Regions from separate parts of the Sus scrofa genome. Here region 2 is linked to region 1. A link is a contact called in public HiChIP or PLAC-seq data. All regions are on one chromosome and are shown on one strand. Each heading gives the region's core, a stretch centred on a gene start, on an enhancer-like site or on the middle of the called end of the contact. The rest is flanking DNA. Distances are from core to core; before and after follow the strand shown.

Region 1 (6,051 bases), core at 2,200-4,699:
TTTTCAAAACATCCTGGTGAGTCCTACGTTCAACCAAGGTTGAGAACAACTGCTCTGAAGTGTAAAGCTCCCCTATGAAACCCTGGAACAGTTATCAAGGAAATACCCATAGTCAAAGCGGAGAGCTTCCTAAGGAGAGGTATTTCAGCCTAGCCTTCTTGTATTTTATCACCAACACTGATCACAATGTATTTAGTAGGAAGAATCGGAATATACCATTTTATATTGATTGATTTATTACAACCGTCTCTAATTTTGTTAAAAGTTATTTAAATATTACACGAGGTTTAATATATGTTAAAACTGTATTTTATTCATGTAAATCAATGAGTTAGAACACCCCTTCACATCATACACAAAAATAAACTCCAAATGGAGTTTATTTATAAGACATGACACCATAAAACTCCTGGAAGAGAACATAGGTAAAGCATTTTCTGACATAAATCATACCAGTATTTTCCTAGGTCAGTCTCCTAAGGCAATAGAAATAAAAATAAACAAATGGGACCTAATCAAATCCATAAGCTTTACTTTTATTTTAATTTTCTTTTTAGAGACTCATCTGCAGTATACGGAAGTTCCCAGGCTAGGGCTCGAATCAGAGCTGCAGCTGCTGGCCTATATCACTGCCACAGCATTGCCAGATCCAAGCAGCATCTGCGACCTACACTGCACCTCGCGGCAATGCCAGATCCTTAACCCACTGAATGAAGCCAGGGATCAAACTCACATCCTCATGGATTCTAGTGGGGTTCTTAACCTGCTGAGTCACAACTGAAACTCCTATAAGCTTTTACATAGTAAAGGAAACCATAAACAAAACAAAAAGACAACCTAGGGAATGGGAGAAAATATTTGCAAATGAAGCGACTGACAGGGGTTTAATTTCCAAAATATACCAACAACTCATACAACTCAGTACCAAAAAAAAACACAATCAAAAATGGACAAAAGACCTAAATAGACATTTCTCCAAAGAAGACATACAGATGGATAACAGGCACATGAAAAGATGCTCGACATTACTAATTATTAGAGAAATGCAAGTCAAAACTACAATGAGGTGTTACTTCACACCAATCAGAATGACCATCATCAAAAAGTCTACAAATAATAAATGCTGAGGAGGGCATGGAGAAAAGGGAACGCTGTCAGTGGGAGTGTAAATTGGTGCACTACTATGGAAAAGAGTATGGAGGTTTCTTAAAAACTAAAAATAGAGTTACCATATGATGCAGCAATCCCACTCCTGGGCATATATCCAGAAAAGACAAAAGCTTTAATTAAAAAAGATACATGTACCCCAATATCCATAATGGCACCATTCACAATAGACAAGACATGGAAGCAGCCTAAGTGTCCATGGACAAAGGGGTGTGGTATACACACACACAAAGAAAGACACACACACACACACACACACACACACACACACACAGTGGGATATTACCCCGCCACTAAAAATAAAAAAAGAGTGAAAGAATGCCATTTGCAGCAACATGGACAGACCTAGAGATTATCACACTAAATCAAGTCAATAGAGAAAGACAAATACTATCTGTGGCATCTAAAAATAATGCAAATGAACTTATTTACAAAACAGAACTGGACTCCAGACATAGAAAACAAATTTATGGTTACCAAAGGGGAAGGGGAGAAATAATGAAAATTACTTTGCTATACACCTGAAGCTAACACAATATTGTAAATCAATTATCGTCAATATAAAAAAACTATTTTATTAAAAAAAATTTGTTTTTGTCTTTTTAGGGCCACACCCATGGCATATGGAGGTTCTCAGGCTAGAGGATGAATCAGAGCTGTAGCTGCTGGCCTACGCCACAGCCACAGCAATGCCAGATCCAAACCACATCTGCAACCTACATGGATGCTAGTCAGATTGGTTTCTGCTCATCCACGACAGGAACTCCAAAAACTCTATTTTAGATGCCAGTCCTTGGTTTGAAATGGTGAAAATAACTTTGGAAGTCTTCCTTGACCTGGCTCAACAGATGCTGTGCTAAATAAGCTGATGCTTTTTTAGTCTTAAAAACAAGAGTGAAATGTCCCCTTACGAAGACCAACAAAAATTTGACAACTAGAGTTGAACACCCCGTGGCAAACTGTAAAACAGTGGCCTCCACAATAGCGTGTTTTCATCTTAGCATGGAGACAATCCATCCGGGTATGGGAAGAAAACAGAACTTCTATTACATTTTCAACATTAAAAAAAAAGTTGACTAGTGCCTTCATTTGGTCTGGTATCAGATGGTCATGTGCTAAATAAATACTGTGTGAGAGGAATCCTGACTGAAGAGATAGGTTTGAAGGCTGATGATGAGACCTCACTTACTTACTTGGTTGTACTCTCATGCTTTGGATGGCAAGTTGGACCAGTAAAAAAACGAGTTTCTGGCTTACATCCAAGCAATCTCTAACTAGCCTAGTTCATGGAACAAATGTTTATAGTCAGGAGGGTACACAAGCACCCCACTGATTTGATTGTAGGTTTAGGAAAGCCTTCAAGTTTAGGTAAACAAGGTAAATAGCTTACACAGTCATCTTTTGGGGGGGGGTGGATTCCATAGCGGGGTACATCTCACAAAAGCTACTGATGTTGCGTTACTTTTTCTTTTTAGGATAGGTGTGCGCAATTAAAATTAAATGATAAATACAAATAGCTGAAAACAGCTTTATAATCCAACTTTTACCATTTGATAGAAGCATGGCTGTACGCGTAAATATTTTTGTGAGACTGAGCATCAGATGGCGCTCATCCCTACTAAAAGCCTGAGCAGTGGCAGAATATTAACAGGCATTTCAAAATCCAGCCATGACGCCAAGCAATTGTGCCTTTCAGTCGAGTCACTTTTCTGAGTCTCGGTTTCTTCACCTGTAAAGTGGGGGTGGGAACAACCCAGATGGATTTCCAACTCTACCGTCTTTGATGCTTCCACTATAGCAGTGGCACGGACCGGCGGCTGCCACCGCTCACTGGCTGAAACCGCGAGAGACTCAGAAAACTCAAGGTGTGAAAGTGTGACAGAGGCAGATGGTGTGCGGCTCCGGCTGGAAAGCAGGAGAACGCTTTCAGTGTCTCAGCCGCTCACGTAGTGTGGGCGCCAGAGCAAAAACTGAACCGCGCGCGGTATCTCCATTTCCCTGGGATTTCCTAACACGAGGTCACTTACAACAAAACCCACTTTCAATGGGAAACGCGCGGGTCCTGAGAAGGATACTTATGCAAGCACCTTGGCAACGCGCGAGGGCAGTACAAACTTTATGCCTGCCCGGGTCCTGAGCGAAACGCCTGGAAACTACTTCCGCCTTGCGGTACTCGGGTCCTAGGGGCGCGGCTCCGGGGGTCACGTGGGGTATAGCCGATTCACCGCCACGACGCCGTGGCTACGTCATATAGCTTGTCCCATCCAAGACGGGGTGGGAGCCTTCTCTGTTGCCGGAACGAGAAAAGCCCAGCCGCATCCTTGTGACAGTCTCAGGGTAAAGAAAAGAATTTTATGTGTCTGTCCAGTTTCTTCGCTATATACAGTCGCTTGGAGGGACAGCTTCCTTCAGGTTTCCTCTCGATGTTCCTGTTCCCCCTCCCGTAGGATTCCAGTTGGTGTCGCCAGCGCCCCGCCTCCGCACGCCGCGGCCCTGGGGTAGCTCACGTGACCCCGGCACGCTCCCGCGGGGGGAGCGAAATCTCGAGGGCATCGCCGCAGGGGACAGAGGGACGCACGCTCCGTTGAGCACCTCATCTTTCGCTTGGACGCCAGCGCGAAGGACGCGATGTTGGGGCTCTCCCGCCAGCTTCTTTGGGCCGTCGGCTGCCTGGCCGCGCTCTGCGTGCTGACAGCGGCGAAGAACAGCACCATCCTGCCTCCGAGTACGACTACACCCTGGCTTTCACCGCCCACCACCCAGACAACCTCCGCGCCGCCGAAGACGCTCCCCACTCCAGCACCAGGTGGGCGCCGGTCCTACGGGCTTCCTACGCTCTTCTCCCGGGCGGAGCCGCCCGCGATGCCCGCGGAGCCGGGGCCCGGGCGGGCCGCGCTCAGGCAACATGGCGGCCCGTCCGAGTCCAGCCGGGACCAGGCCGAGGTGGCCGCGGTGGCCGAGGTGGGGAAGCGCCCTGGGGGGAAGGGGCGGCGGTTTCCGACCTCACAGTATCCCGCGCCGTGGTGCTGTTTAAAAGTGCCTCGTAATCCCCAGCCTGACTTCAGGCTCGGAAGAGGGGACGTGGCTTCCTTCCGCGGTGGCAGCGGTGAGGTTGATTATGGGGCGAGGCGGCCGCCTCCAAAGTTGGCGACGAGACCGAATTCCCTCTCGTTGGCGTTAGTCGTTTGTCCACCCAGGTTTTCTTTTCGAAGGCAGGCTTCTCCTGAGGTTGGCGAAAGAGGGAAAGAGACGCTGAAGACGTTAACGTTTTCTGGTGCCTCAGACCTGGGTGTGAAAAAATAAGTGGCTTGGGATTTAATTACATCGATTTTGCGGATAGGTATGGGATGTATTTGAGGTTGGAGCTTTTAATTAATTAAAGCTTAATACGCCCCATGCTATATGTGCAATGGAGGAAAAGTACCATACCCATTCGTATATCTGGTACTTCGCATATATCTCAAACTCAAAGATAGGTGGTGAAACTTAGGAGATGGAAGGAGATAAATTAACTGTGTCAAAACCCTATGTTTAGTAGTTTGAGAAGCTGAGATTCGAACCCAGGTCTCTGGATTTTCTAAAGCCCGGTCTGGAACACCTTTTATTAAGCTCTACAGACGATCTGGGAACTGGTTTAGGCATACACTAAATCTCTTAGCAGAATTTGGCAGTGCTTTGACAACACACGAGAGAGGGGGAGATAAATTTGAGGTAATAAGGTGAAGAACTTCTCTAGATATCTAAAACCTGCAGTCTAGTGTGATTGGCTGTTCTAATTAATATTGGGTGAGAAGTAACTGGCATCTTGATGGAAGAATTGCTGAAGTGTAACGATTTTTACCTTGGTATTTTTTTTTCAGGCTGATCGTGTTGTTTTACAATATCTTCCCTAGTTGTTGTGTTTTATAGGAGTTTAATGAAATACGTAATGTTATTTGTTAGATTTAGAAAGGTATGATGGTAAAATTCAAACATGTTTTGATGAGGAAAGAGAATCGCAGTACAATACTGAAATTCTTGCCACACTATTTCTAAGATGATAGAGCAGAATGTTTTGTATTTGTGCATATTGGTAGTTTGAACTGTTGGTGTGTGTGTGTGTAAAGAGAGGCTTGGAAACATGTTCATTGCATTTGTGTAATTGAAATGAATGCAAAGGAGATGATTTGTATTTTCTGTAATTGGTAGTTGGACAAACTGCAGTCTGAAGGGGAGCACATTTAGTTCATTGTAAGTAATGTTCACTCTGCTACCCAAACATTCATCATCAAGCACAAAAGATTTAAACAACTAGCATTTTTTGTCTGTATACAGACATCTGAAGAACTAATTTCTACTTTGTGACCACCTCCCCCAGTCCTCAAAGGGTGCCATGTCTCCGATAAATATGTCCAAGTCTCTGATAAATATTGAAATTCAATCCTTCTGTGCAGAACTATTTTTTAGGTACAGGGAAGGCAAATGACAACGTTTTTTGGAGGCACCTAGCTTCTAGGAAAATGGACAGAGCGCAGTTCTATAGTCCATTTGTCCAGACATTGAATTGTAGTTAGCCTTTTCTTATGTCTTGTCTCAGAGCCTTTTGATTTAAGTTATTGACAGAGACTTTTCTAACCTGTTAAATGTTCCAACATCAGTGTAGCCTCTTCCAGATGTGTTGTCTCTTACCCTCCTGTCCTGGAAAACCCCGGAAAGAGTGGGTCATTTAGAAATTATCTATCTCCAAGTTCTTGCTGTGACACAGAGGGCTAATGATCCAGCATTGTCTCTGGCTGAGGATTGATCCCTGGCCCCTGGCCCAGCACAGTTGGTTAAGGATCCATTGTTGCCCAGCTGTGGAGTAGGTGGCAGCTGTGGCTCGGATTTGATCCCTGGCCTGGGAAC
Region 2 (6,548 bases), core at 673-3,172, 130 kb after region 1:
AGAAGGCCAAGAATGAAAAGTTTCCTCTAAATATAAAGGCATTTATCCCAGATTGGACTCCACTAGGAAGGGTCTATGCACAGAACTCTCAAGTGCATCAAGGGAAGCTTCTGTTTTAGTGGAGTTCAAAAGTCTTTTCTAAAAATTGAAGAAAGCTTCCACACCCTAACCGAAGAGAGTTTTTAGTATAGGAATTCAGAAAGAGATGCTCTTTATTTTGCTTTTGCATTTGTCTAGGAGCTTAAGGAATTTCTGTCCTGTATATAAATTCTATTTGTGTGTAATTAGTAATGGGCTGGAATCCCAAACAAGGACCTAGAGGCCTATATGTAAGTAGTTCTGAACAATGTAGTTACTGTTTTAGGGTTGTTTAAAACCTTCATAGGCTTAGGCACACTTACTTTTGGAGATCATATCAAATATATCAAAACACATCCTAATATATTTTTCCTATAAAAATGTTAAATGATATTTATAATTTTGCTTTTCAAATTCTTTGGCTATGAGCAATACATTTAATTAGTGATTGGCTATGATTTTCTGGGCAGTATGTTCTTGAGGATTCTTATGAAGTAAGAACATCTGATCTATAAACTGTTTTCAAATATCATTTAAGCATTTGTTGGTAACTGTTTTGTATTTTACTTTTGTGTTTCTAAGAAATGCATGCTTTTTTTTTCTCAGATCTCTCTTATTTTCAGTGGTCCCTGAAAAGTTCTTCAATCCTAAACACAGCAAGTCTATATCACTTGATGAATAAATCAACTCTGACTGAAGGCTTCTGAACTTCTACTCCCACTGGGCTCACAAGGTGATGGATCCCTTTACTCTGTCATTCTAATCCAACATGTCCTCTCAGAGTTTCAGCTCGGTGTGTCACTTCCTAGTCATCTTTGACCAGCATCTCTAATGCAGACTTAAATTCTCTGAAAGGCCTCAGCTCCTGCAGTAGCTTTGTCACCAAAGACATGGGTGTGCCCAGTGTGTGCATTTAATTGGCAGCAAGGAGTGGATTGCTGAGGTTGCAATTTCTACCAATCTGACAGCCTAGTACTCTTAGGGATGCATTAGAGAAGAGAGTTTTTTGTTTCCTTGGGTATTGGAACTTGGGTATCTTCCTAGTGGTTTGAGGCCAGGAGGCCAGTCCACTTCTAAAGAAACTAAAGAATTTTCTAAAAGGACATAAAGAGTCCCTTTCATTGTGCAGAGTCCATAGCTTAGAATGCAAGACCGGAAAGAACTGAGAGGGAGTAAGCACTACTTGAATACAGGTGGCAACAGATCAGAGGAGAGTAAAGGAACCAAGTGGAGGGAAAGCCAGGACTGTCTCCTGAGTCTCATTCTTAAATGCTTAAGAATCAATAGCAAATGAGGAATCAAATACTGTCTTAGAAATGTCCACCGTCTGGGCTTCAGTGCTAAGGCTCAAAAATGGAGAGCCTGGGGCACTTTACTTAGCATCTAGTTTTGCAGAATGCCCTTTGGGAAACATTGGTCCAAGGGACCTTGGTCATCCTTAGTATTAAAAGGATAGGAGTTCCCATTGTGGCTCAGAGGGTTAAGAACTTGACACAGTGTCCATAAGGACGCAAGTTTGATCCCTGGCCTCAGTCAGTGGGTTAAAGGATCCAGTATTAGCTGTGGCTGTGGTGTAGGCCCAGCAGCTGCAGTTCTGATTCGACCCCTAGCCCAGTGGGAGTAAAAGTGTGGGTGTGGCTATAAAAAGAAAAAAAAAAATAGGATAACTCCCAAAGAGGCTAAAAACTTAGGACACAGAATGTGCTCCACAGGTTAGAAAGGTCACACACTTCAGAGCATGAGATGAAGGAAGGTGGAGATCCTTTGCCTTTAAGTGAGCCCCTGGGGAAAATGAAGCAAGAAAGGAGATCTAAATGACTACATTCTGTCCACAGAGTTCTACTCTAGAATGATATTCAATTATTAAACAGCAGAAGACAAAGCAGAAATGAAGGCGTGACTAGATGGGGTAAGAAGGGTGTTTCTCAATAGCCTAGGGGAAAGATTAGGAAAGAAACAATTACTTCCCTAAATCATTTGTGACAAATTTAAACCTATCTGGCTGTGCCAGCGCAATCCCAGGAGCTGGTTTATACTATTTGTATTGCCTTGCCCTGTTTTTGCACAAAGAGCCCTACTGTTTGGCTCTTTGGCAGGGGAAGTTCATGGGGAGGGTTCTTGCTGGTGATTCCAATCTGGTGATACCAGGTTGCAGAGGCTGGTGCTAAATTGCTAAGAGCACTTTGTTGGTGGTAGGGTTGCCAGATTTAACAAAGAAAATTACAGGTCAAGTTCAATGTGAATATATATGTATATATGTAAACAACCCATACCTTTTTAGTATACATATCCCAAACATTCTACCCGGCGACCCTAGCTGTTGAGAAGGAAAAATGTGGCTCTTTTTAAATTGACAAGCCTTTTTTCAAGGTTTGACCTCCAACTTGAAAAGCTCTCAGATGGTCCTTTGCATAATTTTATTATGAATTCTTTCCCAACAGGGATAGGACTGTGATCTTTCCATCTCACAGGTTCTATTTATTATCTGTTTGCTAACTGGCCCATTTCCATTTAAACTCTTGGCTGGCATTTGTTTAAGAAGTCTTCCTAGCCTGTCAAATGTCACCTGTGTATATCAAGGGCCAACTTTTAGGCCAAATAATATGTGGTACACACTGATGGTAGGCATTAAATACTGGAGAAAATAGAAAAAGAGCCAGAATGAATAATCTCAAGCTGTACTGTGTTTATATTTTTTACCTCAACCTCTTTTTATTTCTTGAGTTTAAAAAAACTCTGAAAAACAGTATTTTAGGTCAAATGAAAATGTAAAATAGAAAATCAATGTCAGACATCACTAGTCACAGAATTTTTTTCCTTTTTTTTTTTTTTTCTAAGTGCTTTAAATACAAATTCAAATTACCCTAAAAATGTGTCCTCTGGTGGCAGTGGACAGAATTAACATTGGTATAAATATCCCTTAGGAACTGGTACAGCTGATGCCTGGCCTCTCTGAGTCTCTTAATCCACCTAAATTCCTACCAGCTCTTTTTTTATGAGCATTTTTCATAATACAGATTTAAGACAACCCAATGTGTATGAGCAATTCTTAACTTTAGTGATTCCAACATATTTAACAATCAAAAACAGCTGAGGACACTTGGCTGTAGAATAAGTATGGGGAAAAATCAATTGTACTCTAGATAAAAATCTGGTTTATACATTGAAAACAGACTCTTTTGACAATTTCTGATTTAGAAGGCCACATTTTCCAGTTTTGGCACAGATAGCGAACTTATTCTCAGGGTAGTTAGGAGGGAGGTATTTTTCAATGACTGTTTTAAGTTAAAATAATTTCATGTACCATAGACGAAACCAATAGATTGCCCTTGTCGTTTAGCACAAAATGAACCTTAGGCCAAAGTGAGGAGAAATTGATTTGTTTTTAATTACTCTCTGCTCGTCTATTCTCTGCTACAGAGTCCTGCCTGGGGCCTCCATAGAAGGCCTGGAAGAACCAAAAGAGAGGCAAGGAAAGTACAGAAAAGGGGGATATTTAAAACTCATATCTGAACCAATAAATGATGAGTGTGAGGACTGTCTTGCTTACATTTAATATGGCCTCTCCAGTTTCTACACTGAGTCTAAGTCTCCCATTTACTCAGTCAATCCCAATAAAGTTCTAACTGGCAATCAAGGGTTGCAGATGCAAACTCTAGAGGCCAGTTTTCTTTGAAAAGAAGAACAATTTTTAAACAACCCAATCAAAAAATCAGTAGAAGACCTAAATAGACATTTCTCCAAAGAAGACATATGGATAGCCAGCAGGCACATGAAAGACTTCTCAACATCTCTAACCATTAGAGAAATGCAAATCAAAACTACAATGAGGTACCACCTCACACCAGTCAGAATGGCCATCGTTAATAAGTCTACAAATAGCAAATGCTGGAGAGGGTGTGGAGAAAAGGGAACCCTCCTACAGTGATGGTGGGAATGTAAGCTGGTACAACCACTATGGAGAACAGTATAGAGGTCCCTCAGAAAACTAAATATAGAACCACCATATGATCTAGCAATCCCACTCCTGGGTATATATCTGGACAAAACTTTCATTCAAAAAGATACATGCACCCCTGTGTTCATTGCAGCACTATTCAAAATAGCCACGACGTGGAAGCAACCTAAATGTCCATTGACAAATGGATTAAAAAGATGTAGTACATATACACAACGGAACACTACTCAGCCATAAAAAAGAACAAAACGATGCCATTTGCAGCAACATGGATGGAACTACAGATTCTCATACTAAGTGAAGTAAGTCAGAAAGAGAAAGACAAATATGATATGATATCACTTATATGTGGAATCTAACATATGGTACTGGATGAACCTATCTACAGAACAGAAACAAACTCACAGACAGGGAGAGCAGACTTGCGGTTGCCAAGATGGGGGCGGGGAAGGAAGTGGGATGGACTGGGAGTTTGGGGTTAGTAGATGCAAACTATTACATTTAGAATGGATAAGTAATGAGGTCCTATTGTACAACAGAACTATATCTCATCACCTGTAATATAACATGATAGAAGATAATATGAGAAAAAGAATGTATGCATATATATATGTATGACTGGGTCACTTTGCTGTACAGCAGAAATTGACAGAACATTGTAAATCAACTACACTTTAATAAAAAATTTTTTTAGAAAAGAGGAACAATTTTCAAAGCCCTAGGCTTTCACCCTTTAAGTCCAGCCAGTTGTTTTCAAAAATTGGGTGACCTACATCTCTGAGTAAGAGACCAGAGAGTAGATGAAACAGTAAACCATCTATTCTACTAGAAAAACAATTCAGAGAAAACATTTCCACTTCCCCATCTTCTGACCACATCACAGTGCACTGTAAACTGGCTTCCACCTCCACTACTTTTTAAAGAGAAGCTGGAAATGACTGCCTGATGGCTGACCCCCGTCTGGTTTTTAGTACTCATCTTTCTTAATGTTTCACTGTACTTCATGCAAGTAACCATTCTCTCCTATTAAAATGCTTTTTTTCCAGTGGGCTTTCCTAACATTATCCTTTCCTTTTTCTCAGTAGTCTCTTTAGGGCTGCAGGTGTGGCATATAGGAGTTCCCAGGCTAAGGGCTGAATCAGAGCTACAGCTGCTGGCCTACACCACAGCCACAGCTACAAAGGATCTGAGCTGTATCTGCAACCTACACCACAGCTCACGGCAACACCGGATCCCCGACCCACTAGGCAAAGCCAGGTAGCGACCCCACGTCCTCATGGATACTAGTTGGATTCATTTCCACTGTGCCACAAAGGGGACTCTTCTCATGGATTCTTATTCCATAACCTTCTCTTTAAATATAATGAGACCCATTTCAGGCATCTCTGGCTTTTCCTAGTCATTTCAATTCATTACTATGGTTCAACTTCCACATTCATTCCTCAGCTCATACTTGGTCCTGAGATTCAAATCTATAGCTCCCGCAAAACATGCACACCTGGGTTTTATCAAACCTTCCTCATGTGCCTTTTATCCTAGACTCAAAATTATCTTTCCCTCTAAATACACCCCTCCTCTTCCATTCTGTTTCAGTTAACAGCCTCTTCTGTAAGCCTGAGGAAGTCATTTTAACTCCACCCTCATTCTCTCACCCCAACATCCAGTCTTCTAATCCTATCATTTCTGTGTTTGGAAACCCCTGCCCAGTTGCTCACACCCACGTCTAAAAGCCAGAATAAGGTCAGTCAGTTTGTCATTTAGCAAAGTGAGGCTGGTTCCTGACAGGACAATGAACATGAATGAAATCATCACTTATTCTCACTGAAAGAATACATATTAGAAAAGGGCCTAAATTATACAGCCCTCTAACAAATTGTAACATAAAGTCATATCCTTCATATTTTATTTTTGGTAACAAAGAACCACAGCAAAGAACATAAAATTTATTATTCGCATCCTTACAACTAGCTGAGATTATTTAAATAATTATTCACTTTATTTGAGCTGCTCTAAAAGACCCACTGGGTTTAAAAATATATATATTGGGCATTGTAAGAGTGTTTAATAGAAGTTTTGTTTCTAGGTGAAGATACCTGGCGCTTGTTTTCTAGAAGAGTTGCTTCCCAAGTCCACATGTCATATAGCACAGCAAATCTGTCCACACCTGCATGGATCCATCCCCAGTCCTGGTCAATATTTGACTTGCCGCCCACTTTGTGACCTGACAGAGAAACGGATGAGAATGACCAGAGACAGACCTCTCCATGAAGCTCTTCCTAGTAGAAATGCACCCCTAGGATTGTCAGCTCCGTCTCAGGAATACCTAGAGAAGGGTAACTGGGATTCCTAAGAATCAGCTAAAGATCTCTGGGCAACACTAGGCCCTAAGTTCATACATGCTGACTTCTAAATCAACTAAGGTTTTTGTTTTTACTTTTAAAGACTAATTTTAGAACTATAACCAAAGTTCAGTTAACATGAAATATTTACTAAAATGCCCTCAAACTTGTAA

What was found. HiChIP or PLAC-seq counts read pairs in DNA pulled down with a chosen protein or histone mark.
Region 2: a contact with region 1 is called in an H3K27ac HiChIP or PLAC-seq map of alveolar macrophages, with 4 times the contacts expected there. The contact joins the enhancer-like site here to the promoter of CD164 in region 1. A contact is called at or near these places in 1 of 5 promoter capture datasets (skeletal muscle), 5 of 47 Hi-C or Micro-C datasets (embryonic fibroblasts, epiblast stem cells, heart right ventricle and 1 more) and 2 of 2 datasets of contacts at active chromatin or transcription factors (alveolar macrophages and skeletal muscle).

What each region holds. Positions count from the first base shown.
Region 1 is chr1:75,455,538-75,461,588 of Sscrofa11.1, reverse strand. CD164 (sialomucin core protein 24) reads left to right here and starts at 3,449. Exons shown (of 7, transcript XM_001924626.5): 1 at 3,449-3,504; 2 at 3,615-3,973. The coding sequence starts at 3,796. It overlaps LOC102164525 (a long non-coding RNA gene), which reads right to left and starts at 3,345. Exons shown (of 4, transcript XR_300811.3): 1 at 3,255-3,345.
Region 2 is chr1:75,325,750-75,332,297 of Sscrofa11.1, reverse strand. It overlaps C1H6orf183 (putative uncharacterized protein C6orf183 homolog), which reads right to left. Exons shown (of 48, transcript XM_021090835.1): 18 at 6,130-6,257. Among named protein-coding and RNA genes, the nearest start is that of C1H6orf183, 100 kb to the right of the region's middle. Within about 2 kb of position 1,922, at least 11 of the 83 cell types and tissues checked have an H3K27ac peak or open chromatin away from gene starts, as enhancers often do. A contact at or near this core is called in alveolar macrophages, where this site is marked.